Linked DNA regions of Drosophila melanogaster: region 2 is linked to region 1. A link is a contact called in public Hi-C data. All regions are on one chromosome and are shown on one strand. The core of a region is the stretch at or near the end of the contact, and the rest is flanking DNA. Distances in the headings are between cores, read along the strand shown.

Region 1 (5,435 bases), core at 1,502-4,001:
CCTCAAAAATGTTCTATGTTGCTGGCTGCTTTGGGCCATCGCCGTTGTGATGCAGCCATCACATGTGGAGAATAGAGTGTTTCTGGAGCAGAAGGACTAACAGGAGCAGGAAAATGGCAAGGAGACCAAGGATGTGCCACTGGCGGGCGGGAGATGCCTCCTGTTTGTTTTTGCCGTCTGCTTGATGCTATTCCGGCTGCTTTTCCGGGGCTTTACACGCCGCACTCAGTGCTACGGAAAAGCTACGCCACCGAATCCCGTCCCGTCCCTTCCCGCCACCGCCTTCGACTCCTTCTTTCGCCATTCTGACCATTACACATTACGTATAATCATCATTTTGTGCTGGCAATAAACACATGCTGGCTGCTCTCAGCAGCTTGGTTCCCTACCCCTCTGGCTATCATCCCCAACCGATCCCACCATTCATCCCCCTTAAGCCCGCCCATGGACACGGGCACATAGCCGGAATATACAGTTTCCAGTCGTGTGCGCCCTGAAATCACAAACCTTATAGCATGCGATATTTTTATTGCATGCTAAATGCAAACCTAACAAACAAAAATATTAGTGGAAAAATTTAAGTTGAAACTAAATAAAGGGAAACTTCGCATACTGAAATGCTCTAACTCCACGAAAATATTTAATGTGTTGCAAATTTGGCTACGATGGTCAGATTACCACGGCATTTGCACCAAAATAAAAATTAGAAAAAATAATATTTTTAAAGATGACAGTTCGAAAACATCAACATTTATGCAGCTATATTTCTCTAGTCCACGCGACCCTATTTTCATCCAATAGGGTGTGCAATTTCTATGCATTTTTCATGGCTTACCTTTTCATAGTCCAAATATGGCCCCAGGCTTATTGAATGTGTGTGCTTTGATTAAATTTAAAATGTTTGATAATACTATTTGCTGCCTGGTTTTCGGGGGCAAACAGGGAGTGCACGATGGCAAGTGTAATAATGCAGAAGTAAATACATTATGGGGCAATGAATCGAAAATGGAAATCGCACAGGGTGAGGGTGCGAAAATACGGGTCACTTTAAATATTTCCAAGCTTATAGTTGTCCGGCGATGCGGCATTTCAGAGTTCCACAGGTACAGTACACTGTATCTCAATATTGATACACAAGTAATTTCGTACAATAATTTAGTTAAAGCAATATGTAAGGCTCTATAATTATTATGTAAGCTGTACGATCGCTCTATTTGGTAGCCATTACAAACTTCCTAAGTACTGCGTAGCTTACTATTTACTGTTCTCGCCATAAATCGAGCCTGCGTTTACATCATTCTAATCGAAGTGGGTTTCAGGTCACAGTCCCATTGCGGGCGATTCTGGGGATCTGGAACTGTGGCAAACACAGCGGAATATTTGCGGAAGAGGGAGCGGGAAACTGGGAACGGGAATCGGCAACCAGAACGAGGAGCCACTGTGCCAAAGATTCGCTCTCGGTCGGAATTTGTATGTGTGCCATTCGACAACACGACAGGCAAACAAAAGCCGGCGAAATCCAAGGAGGCGGCCGGCAAGGGGGTAGATTATCAAACGACAAATAGACAGAAATCCGGCAGTTGCAGCAGCAACGGCGACAGCCTGAAAGCAAACTTGGCCAAATCAACAACAACACCAACAATACCAGCAATAACAACAAGAGCGAAAGCTGCAACAACACAATGCACAAGAGCCAAACAAATTCAAATCAAACTAAACAACAAGAACAGCGGCGGCAGAAAGTATTACACTGTATGGAGTGCCCGTTTAAATTCTATTTACTTGCAACACATGTTTATGTCGATCCGAAATAATGTTTCTTTGTCCATCTAATTTATATTTATTGATTTGCCTAACCTTAACCAATTGGGTCGTAGCAAATTATCACGCGGTTTAAAAAAAAACATGCTTTCGGAACTTTGGGCCATTGATTCTACTGTTAAATGTACTTTTCATCTATTTAACATTAGATATTAAAAAATGGTATTAGGAATAAATCAATCCATTTGTGGGTCAAATACGACCTATTAACGGCTTCTAACTTGTAGATATTAGGTAAATAAATACTGTACAAACCCATACTCATAATATTTAAATTAGCACCATGCTAAGAAACTTTATTTGAACTCCAGTTATGACGCAAAGGAAAATAGAACACGTTAGTCACCTAAATTTTTCCACCTAAATAGATGTGTCATCAAAACCGGAGATGCAGGCTAAGCTCTAATGAGTTTGTTATTTTCAACAATTCACTTTACATTTTAAATTATAAGCAACAAAATACATATTTATTAGTGGAGCACACTGCAAAGACTGTTTTGCTAGGTAAACGTTGATTAAAAGATTATAAATTCCTAGCACCCACCCAATTCCCTGTGACCTAAATAATAATTGTAAAAATAAATTATAAAAAACTGCAGCTGCTATAAATTGAAACCATTATTTTTAGGTAGTGTGTTCAAGTCCATATACCCCCGTAATTTAAAAGTACCCTGTACACACAGTCGCTGTAAAGCGTAAACTAGAACGAGCAATGCTGCTAGCTCGTCGCGCATGTAGCGGCAGCAACATGCAGCCGCAACATCGACAAACGCCAGCAACATCCAGCGGCAACATGCAACCCCAGCGACTGCATATGTAAAAACGCATACGCCTGGTGTTCGCAGCATGCTGCCGCTGTCGCTGCCGCAGCTGGCGCCGACGTCGCGGCCGCTGCGCTGCCCATGTTGGCAACTTTATAAACACGGAGCGGATTCAGTCGTTTGGTAACTGTTGCTCCTATCAGTCGTTCTCTGTCGCTCTTGGATTGCGTGGGCACATCGGTCGTTCGGCATTTTGGGTTCGGCATTTCGGGATTTGATATCGTTATTCGTGTCGGAATCGTATAAACCTGCGTCCGTGTGCGTTAGCCGGCCATTGAGCACTATCGCTGCCACTGGCATTTGGCCCACCGTGTGTGTTTACAAGTGTGGCATAATCTTCGATTAGCGCAAACCAACCGATCGGATATACCCCTTGAAAATAACAAATAATAGCGAGGAGTTAAAAAAGCATCCAAACACACACTGCACACCCCAAAACACACACACACACCCACACGTCACATAAAAAATATAAACCAGAGCCTCAGCGGCCGTAAAGTGCCACCAAAACGTACTTGGCCGTATATTTTATGCATGAAAAGCTAAAGCAAGTGCAACCAAACGCCTGAGTGACACCAAGAAAAAAAATTCATACACACATATAAGGAAACCCAAAAAAACAAAACCGGGATTACTTATACGCTCACGCTCAGTAGAAAAAATACGCGAAGCCAAAGGAAGTCAGCAGCAAAATCATGTCACGGATCGTTTTTATATGTCTCGCAGCCATCTTAACAGGTAAGAATAAACAACGGCTCAGAGGAAAGTAAAGCCAAAGTCGCGCTCATGAGATGATATCACGCGCTCGTTTAAGACCCGCGCAAATGTGTGAAAAAGTTTAGCTTACTCTCAGATACCTATGTATATGAATAAAAAGATGCTACCCAAAAACGTGTTCTCACCTCGAGCTGTATAAAAATATCATTGTTGAACGGCAAACTTGATTGATGAGAAGACATCGCCCCGCGGGGCTGTGGAAAGTGTTGTCTTTATGAAAGTGATGATTGAGTGAAAAGTTCCCTGTCATAATATCCATGAAATTGATAGTTCCTCCTCTTTTGGCGGTTGACCCGGTTTGGTCCATAGCTCCAACTGCGCATGCTCAGAGTGTGACCGAAGCTGTTTTGAATCTGTGTCCGTGCCAAGTGTGACCTTTCGCATCTTGGGGTACAGCTGGCATTTGCCATGCGCCAGCACAGGTTGAAAAGGTCAATTACACTTTGGTCTTCTATGGTGAGTCCAACCAAATTGGGCTTGCCCGAAAGATCTTCGCCGCAGATGATTCACGGATCGTTTATTTTAATTAATCGGTTTAGTAGCTGTTTTAATGGATTTTCTTTGGTTTTGTGTTCATACGTGATAGGGTTTGATAGCTTTGTGTGCCCATAAGAGGTTTGCTTGGTTTTATGACAGTATTAGACTGTTTAATAGTTGTACTTTATTGGAACCGACTTGTGATCAATAATGTGTTTTTGAAATGTATTTTGCCTTGGAATATAATTTTGTACTATATCAATACTAGTTTCCATATTTTAGCATTGGCCCCCAATAATGTAGAATCTAAAAAAAACCTTGTAGATGGTAATACGTCTCAATATTCGCTCCACTGTAATTAGTCTTTATTTGGCTCCTTTTTTAATTTATTCTAAGTGCCGCATCTTGTGCCAGCATGCATCCTTGAAATTAGGAGACAACATCAGCATCCACTTGAGCATTACTTTCATCTCTTTGTACCACGTACGAATGCGGATATAAATTCTATGCCATCATCAAGGCCCAAAAACGCTGTCGGTTCTATTTAATTAAAATCCTTCAATGTTTCAGCCGTGCTTATTATATTGTACCCTCTTATTACGTCCTTGAAGAGCGAGAAGGATATATGGGTGCAGAGCTAGCTGGGGAAACTGAGACAGATTTCTCATTAGCTGAAAAGAAGATGCTGGTTTATGCCAAAGCCTAACAACATTAACACAACACACGGCACATGAAGCTGTTGCTTTTGCAGTTGCCTCATTACTGCCACAGCCCCTCGGCAGATTCAACCGCCCAATGGTAAAGCCACCCCCCCCCCCACAGAACCACCCACATGACGTGACTTTAAGACAGCCGCGTTTTATTCAGTTGCTAAGCCTGCCTGGAACCTTTCAAAGGTTTACGAAAATGTAAATGCAAAAACTGCACACAAAAAACCAAAATAAAGTACACCAGGAAATCCACTGCAGGTTCAACCCTTCTCCCTATCTCTTTCCGCTGTCCAGTTGCCGTCTTTTTCTAGCAGGGCTTTGCCACTTCACACTGAATACTTTTACATTTTTATAGGACTGACGCATCGCAGACATCGCATCAGTTGACTGCCGGCTGGCTGTTGTCTTGCAATTATAAATGTTTAATGCAGCTCCGGCCATGGCACCATGGACCGTTTTTTCAGACGGGCATGGGCCGGAAATTTAACTATCCGACCCAAAGGATACGCTTAAGCGTGCAAAAAAGGACAAGAGTCTCAATAGTATTTAACAATATTCTATGGGAATTGAATTTCTTGTGGTAATAGTGTTTATTAACATGCGAATATTGCCAAACGATTTATTTATCGCCACTGTTTCTGGATACTCTCCAAATGTACTTAAACTTTAAATTACTACCCCTTGAGATAACTATCCGCTTTTTTTTAAATAAAAATAAACTCTCCATGGCATACTCCACTTTCGGAACTATATATGTATATGACCAGAACCCACATAAAAATCAACCACAATTTCCTTTGCAAACTTCCCATTCAATTTTATGGACGCT
Region 2 (5,435 bases), core at 2,168-4,667, 190 kb after region 1:
ACGCAGTCAAATGTTTTCCGAAAGTATTATGTTTGTGGCAGGAAAACTTCAATGTTCACGTGCTGTTTGCATTCAGTGTTGTCAAGTGGTAAAGCCATATTTCAGGGTATTTGCATAGACTATCATAATCATAACACTAATCTTAACACTAATAGATAAAGAGCAACTCTGCAAGGGTTATGGGTCAAAGTTCTATCACCCAAAACGGGGCGTTTATTATGAAAGAATATTGGATGATGGAGAATGCATACAGAAAAAATGGTTAATTTATATATCTTAAAGATTACTAATATTCTAACGACAATTTTTAAATATTTCCGAATCCACTTTAATGAATTACTCCATTAGATATGTAAAGAAGGCAAGTGAGCCATGAAGAATTTCCAATCGAGGCCTTCCTTGTGGCCACTGGTAGTGCTATCTCGAAAGGAAGTGGTAAGTACATCTAGCATAAGTACATTCCAAAAGGCCCGTGCATCCTTTTACGCCTGAACAGTTTTTATAGTTGTTTGCCTATATGTAACCAAATGCTGGAAATTCCTGTGAAATAGGGGAGTTCCTTCGGCAGTGAATCACTTTGAGGGCGTGTCTAGTGTTCTGGTTCAAAAGGCTATGTTGTGTTAAGGTAAAGAAACTAGGAAACTATTTATATGCAGTGACCATGTAATTTGCTCATTAACAAATTGCTTGAGTTAAAGCCCATCAGAAATACAGCAAATAATTGAGATTGCGGGGTGGTCACTGAACCATCGAGTATCCGCAACCACTTGAGTTCTGTTTACAACCCTTAGAGTACCACGCATTGCGAGACCATCTCGTCTGTCACATTATAACTCAATTTTAAATTGTGCTGAATTCTGCTTTCGACATATTAAATTAATATTGACACATTGACAGCTGCCAAAACAAGATTCTCTCCCTTCAAGCCTACAATTTTCTGCCACTTCGTGGGCACTTCGACCACCCGCTGATTTCGTTGGATTCGAGTTTTTCCCGATGCGGGTTCGGATCGAACTTCTCAAATTCGTTGACTAATCATGCGCAACGTTTGCTATTTGGGTGAAATTTTTAATTGCCCCGCGCAACGCAACGCGATCGAATTGAAAGGCCATCGTTCCGTGGAAATTGTCAGTGTCATCGTGGGCTTTGGTTCCCATTTTATGCTCGATGGTGTCTTTATCTAAAGCGCGCCTGGATAAAGCGCACGTTGCCTTAATTGATTGATAGATACATAGATAGATGCAGACTAATGGCTAGCATGAGATACAAAGGTCTCGCTTCTATGGCTTTGTTTGATTTACCCTAATTTGGCCGTTGGGTGAAGTGCAAAGTAAACATTAAATTGGCGCAAACTGACAAATAGTGCTCTGTATTTTAATACCATTTTAGTACACTACATTTGGGCTGGGCTTTGGGTATGAAATCGTTTATGGTCCAGTTCCATTGATCACAGCAATCCTATATGTGGGGTTTGGTGTTTTAGGCAATTTGTCGTTTGCACCTCGTAAATGATTCAGAGTGAATCATTTGATATTGTCGCTAAGGGTTGCAAGAAGATAGATTTATTTTCTAGTATAAAAATGTATTTCTAAATATTTCTAATAACTTGATTATTGACTGTAATGCCCGATCATTCAATTAAATCTCTTTAAATGACTCTAAGCCCCTTTAAGCTTGTTTGAGAACTTACCTCTGCAGAATTAAAAATATTTAATGATTTATTTAATTTGCCGCTGATTTAATGAGCTGTTTGCTCCAGCACCATTTTCTTCTCGCTTTTTTCCGCCAACATTTTTGTTACAGGCCATTCATTTTCATTGTGGCATGTCCACTGCGATCTTATGAATGAACATTTTCTTTTTGGTTTGGTGGCCTCTCCCGGCGATCGCTCGCATCAAAAGTGCCGTTCTTGGCCATGTCTTGAGTTGCCATCAAAACTCCGCCTGGAGCATGGTCGTCCATCATCGTCGCCGGTTTGGGTGAACGCCCACGCCCATGCCCAGCCACGCCCTGCGCCCCTTTCGCCCCTTTTCGAGAGTGGTTTCAGCTTTTTGTGACTCGCTTCAATGAAGCGTGCCAATTTTCAATGAAATGTTTCGGCCTCTTGTGTTGTATGCCCTTTTTTTTAGACGACTTTGAGTTCTTTCAGCTTGCCTTATATTAATTCCCCTCTTTTTCTTAATTTGTTGCATGTTCTCAGTGGGCTTTATGCCATTTGTGTTATCTTGGCATTTCTCCTCTCCATTTGTTTGCTTACCATAAAAAGTCAACAAACATTAATTATCATTAAATGATATGACTTATCGTGAAGTGAACTTGACCGCTTCCAAGGTGAATGCACAAATAACAGTGCATTAAATTCGTGTTATACATGTAATGTACCCATCAAAAATGTCGGGTTTCCTTTCCGTTTGCAAATAAAACACGTTTTTAGCGAACTCAATCGATGGGCATTGTTTTAATTCTGACGAACAAGGAAATGCGATTAGTAATTGCCCACGGAAATCCCCTGGGAAAGCAACTGATACATAGAAAGTCGTGATTTATTGCAAGATCCTGAAGTGGTTTATATTTTAGTAATTTATTTTTTTATTAAATTCTTAGTTGATAAGAATGTGAATGGCTCATCGTTGCCAAATGATAACAATAAGTTACAGAACCTAAAATGCTCTTATAGTCTCAATGATACTATTTTTAAAACATTTGTCTTTATATAGGGATATATAGGGATATATCCAATAATATATTTCTGGCAGTTTACCGATTTCTTTCTTGTTTACATTATTAGTTTTAACTAAATAGGGGGATCACTGTATCCTGATATCAGAAAACTTCTTTCTATGCTCCTTAGAAGCTCATGATTGATTTAATAAATTACCAATGTTTTAAAATTGGTTTCTTTGTTTTGTCGATAAGACCCAATTCTTGTTTGGCTTGTTCGTTTTTTGTTTATTGTTGAAACTCGCACTCTGATGAATTTTTTAACTCCGTTGTCGAAAGTTCATTGGCCAATTGGCCAATTCTATTTCGCAGTACAAATTATATGTTTGCAATTGCTGATCTGTCGACCGACACGTGAGTGGGCATCTGTGTATGTGTAAGGAGGGAAACTGACAGGTAATAATAATTTTGGCAACACTTGCAATCAACTGTATCAATATTGTAATTATCCCAGCACACATACGAGACAATCAAAATCAAATAAGATTAGGGCAAACAATGAGCGTCGCCGGTTGATTCGCCTTTGTATTTTTGTATCTCTGTGCCAGGGCGGCACTAACACTCGAATCCCACAGATACGTCTAAGCTTTTGCTTGTATATGCATTTTGCATCTGCTGGCGTCGACTGAGACTGAGACTTTGACTGAGGCTAATGCTGATTAAGTTGAGGTGTTCGGGGCTTTGTGCCGCCGAGTTTAGTGATAACCGCACTTTGGTGCCCAACGGTCGCGTTTCGGGCTAAAATTCATTTTGAATTCGAAACGTGCTAATTTTGTTTAATTCCAAGTGCAAATATTTTCTGGTGCTATTGCTGTGAGACAAAGGCAATTGAATACACTTAAGGTTAATAAATAAACAAGCAATATAAATCAGACATTAGAAAAGCGAAAATAAATAAAGAAATCTACAATTCAGGTGCTTAAAAATAAATCATACAATAAAATATTCATTATATGAAATTGAATTTTCTATTCAATGATACGATTCTACTCAATAATAATATTAAATAATTAAATAAATCCCTTTGGATTTGCTTAAACGTGTTTGCATAACACAACAATTTTTGGGAAGCATTTGATTACCAGAAATTCCAAACCATCGAGAATAATAAATCCAAAAAAGTTTGCAGCTCCAAGAGCTGGATTTCCACAATTTTATTTATTTCGACCTAGAAAATATCATTAAAGATTAATAGGTTAGTTTAAATTGCTATAATTGTACTAATTAGGTCATTAAAAAAATCGTAACCAGTTTTCATTGCATTTTTTAATTCCGGTAATGTAAAAGGGCTTAGTTAAGCATTATAAAGTGTATTTTGTTGAAATTTTTGCAAAATAAAGAAGGAAAAAAAGCAATTTCATAATCACCAAAACTTTCACATTCATCTCACACAAAAAGTTTTACTTTCAAAAAACATTAGCTTTGACCCTTTTAACCATCAAGTCTTTTCAAGTGTTACAAGATCTATCCACCATCCCAGCACTCAAAATAATTAAAATTAAGTAATTTAAATTCCCCAACTTTAAACAATTAGCGTTGGCACGTAATGAACAAATTATAAACAATTATGCCATAATTTGCAACCTTGACCAAAGCCTCTAAAAACTTAGTTACATAGCTTGCATTTCAGTTGGAATTACATACAACAACAAAATGCTCTCAGCTGTAGCTAATATAAGGAAATAGAATTTCGCTTTTAAGTATAACAGTAAAATGCAATGCGAAATACGGGCTGTGATGACAAAATTATTTCCACATGCGATTTATCAGCTCGCCTCAATGACGACAACTTGTTGCATGTTTACTTGTATTTCAGTTCAGCTTTCTGTTACAGTGTGTCAACGTAAATACAAATAAATTCCGGCTGGAAATAACACGCGCTAAACTGTTCAATAAAATTAAATATTTAATTAAACAAAATCCCATAAATATTGCAAATGGTTACACTTAAGCTAAATGTAATTAAATTACGAAACGTTAAATCCAATTAAACCTTATTTGATTTCGACGATTTGATTTATCTTAAGGTCGAGTAAGCACGTACAATCTTTTTATAGTTTACGTATTTTGACCCACTTTCTGATAGCGAAAAGAAAAATAAGATTAGGAATGGGTAAACATTATAAAACTTGCATGATGTTCAGGAATTGTACGATGTCTGGAAATTAACACCTTAATGATGGTATAATGGGAGACATACCATATAAGGCGGGTAAGCTAACAAGCTTTCTGGTCCACTTCAATATTAATTGCTAATTTTAAAATGATGAAATTACCGTGCTGCATTTCAATCAGATTAAATTCTATGACAGAAAGCCAGAGAGGTGTGTTCATTTAACGGACTGAGTGTATAAGTCGCTGAATGCGAAAAAGACCAGATCAGATATGAATTCCATATTAGTTGCGTTACAGATTTAATATTTATTTATGCCAAGCCAACAAAAAACATATGGCCGTATGTTAGGTGTTCATAAAAGTGTTGAGCTTAATTAATTATACTATTGTAGCAGTTTCCCTTTCATGTGCAGCATATTCATTTTCCACCTGATCTTGCGATCCATCAAACCAGAAATCTCATCAATAACACTATCATTTGCAATCAGAATGTGCAAAGTAAAGTGCTTTATGTAAATAACGAAATCAAACACCGAACATAAACTGCAGCTAATGTTAATTTGACGCTAATAACGCGACTTTTTACCCTACTCGGCGTA

Evidence for each region. Hi-C and Micro-C count contacts between places; a contact is called where the count stands out from the background.
Region 2: a Hi-C map of the Kc167 cell line shows a contact between it and region 1, with 1.9 times the contacts expected there. The contact joins the promoter of Ugt301D1 here to the promoter of Fas3 in region 1. A contact is called at or near these places in 5 of 107 Hi-C or Micro-C datasets (the Clone 8 cell line, the Kc167 cell line, the S2 cell line and 1 more).

The regions. Positions count from the first base shown.
Region 1 is chr2L:18,317,351-18,322,785 of dm6, forward strand. Fas3 (Fasciclin 3) reads left to right here and starts at 2,752. Exons shown (of 8, transcript NM_165250.4): 1 at 2,752-3,380. The coding sequence starts at 3,338.
Region 2 is chr2L:18,506,143-18,511,577 of dm6, forward strand. It overlaps Ugt301D1 (UDP-glycosyltransferase family 301 member D1), which reads left to right and starts at 3,418. Exons shown (of 4, transcript NM_001259150.2): 1 at 3,418-3,564.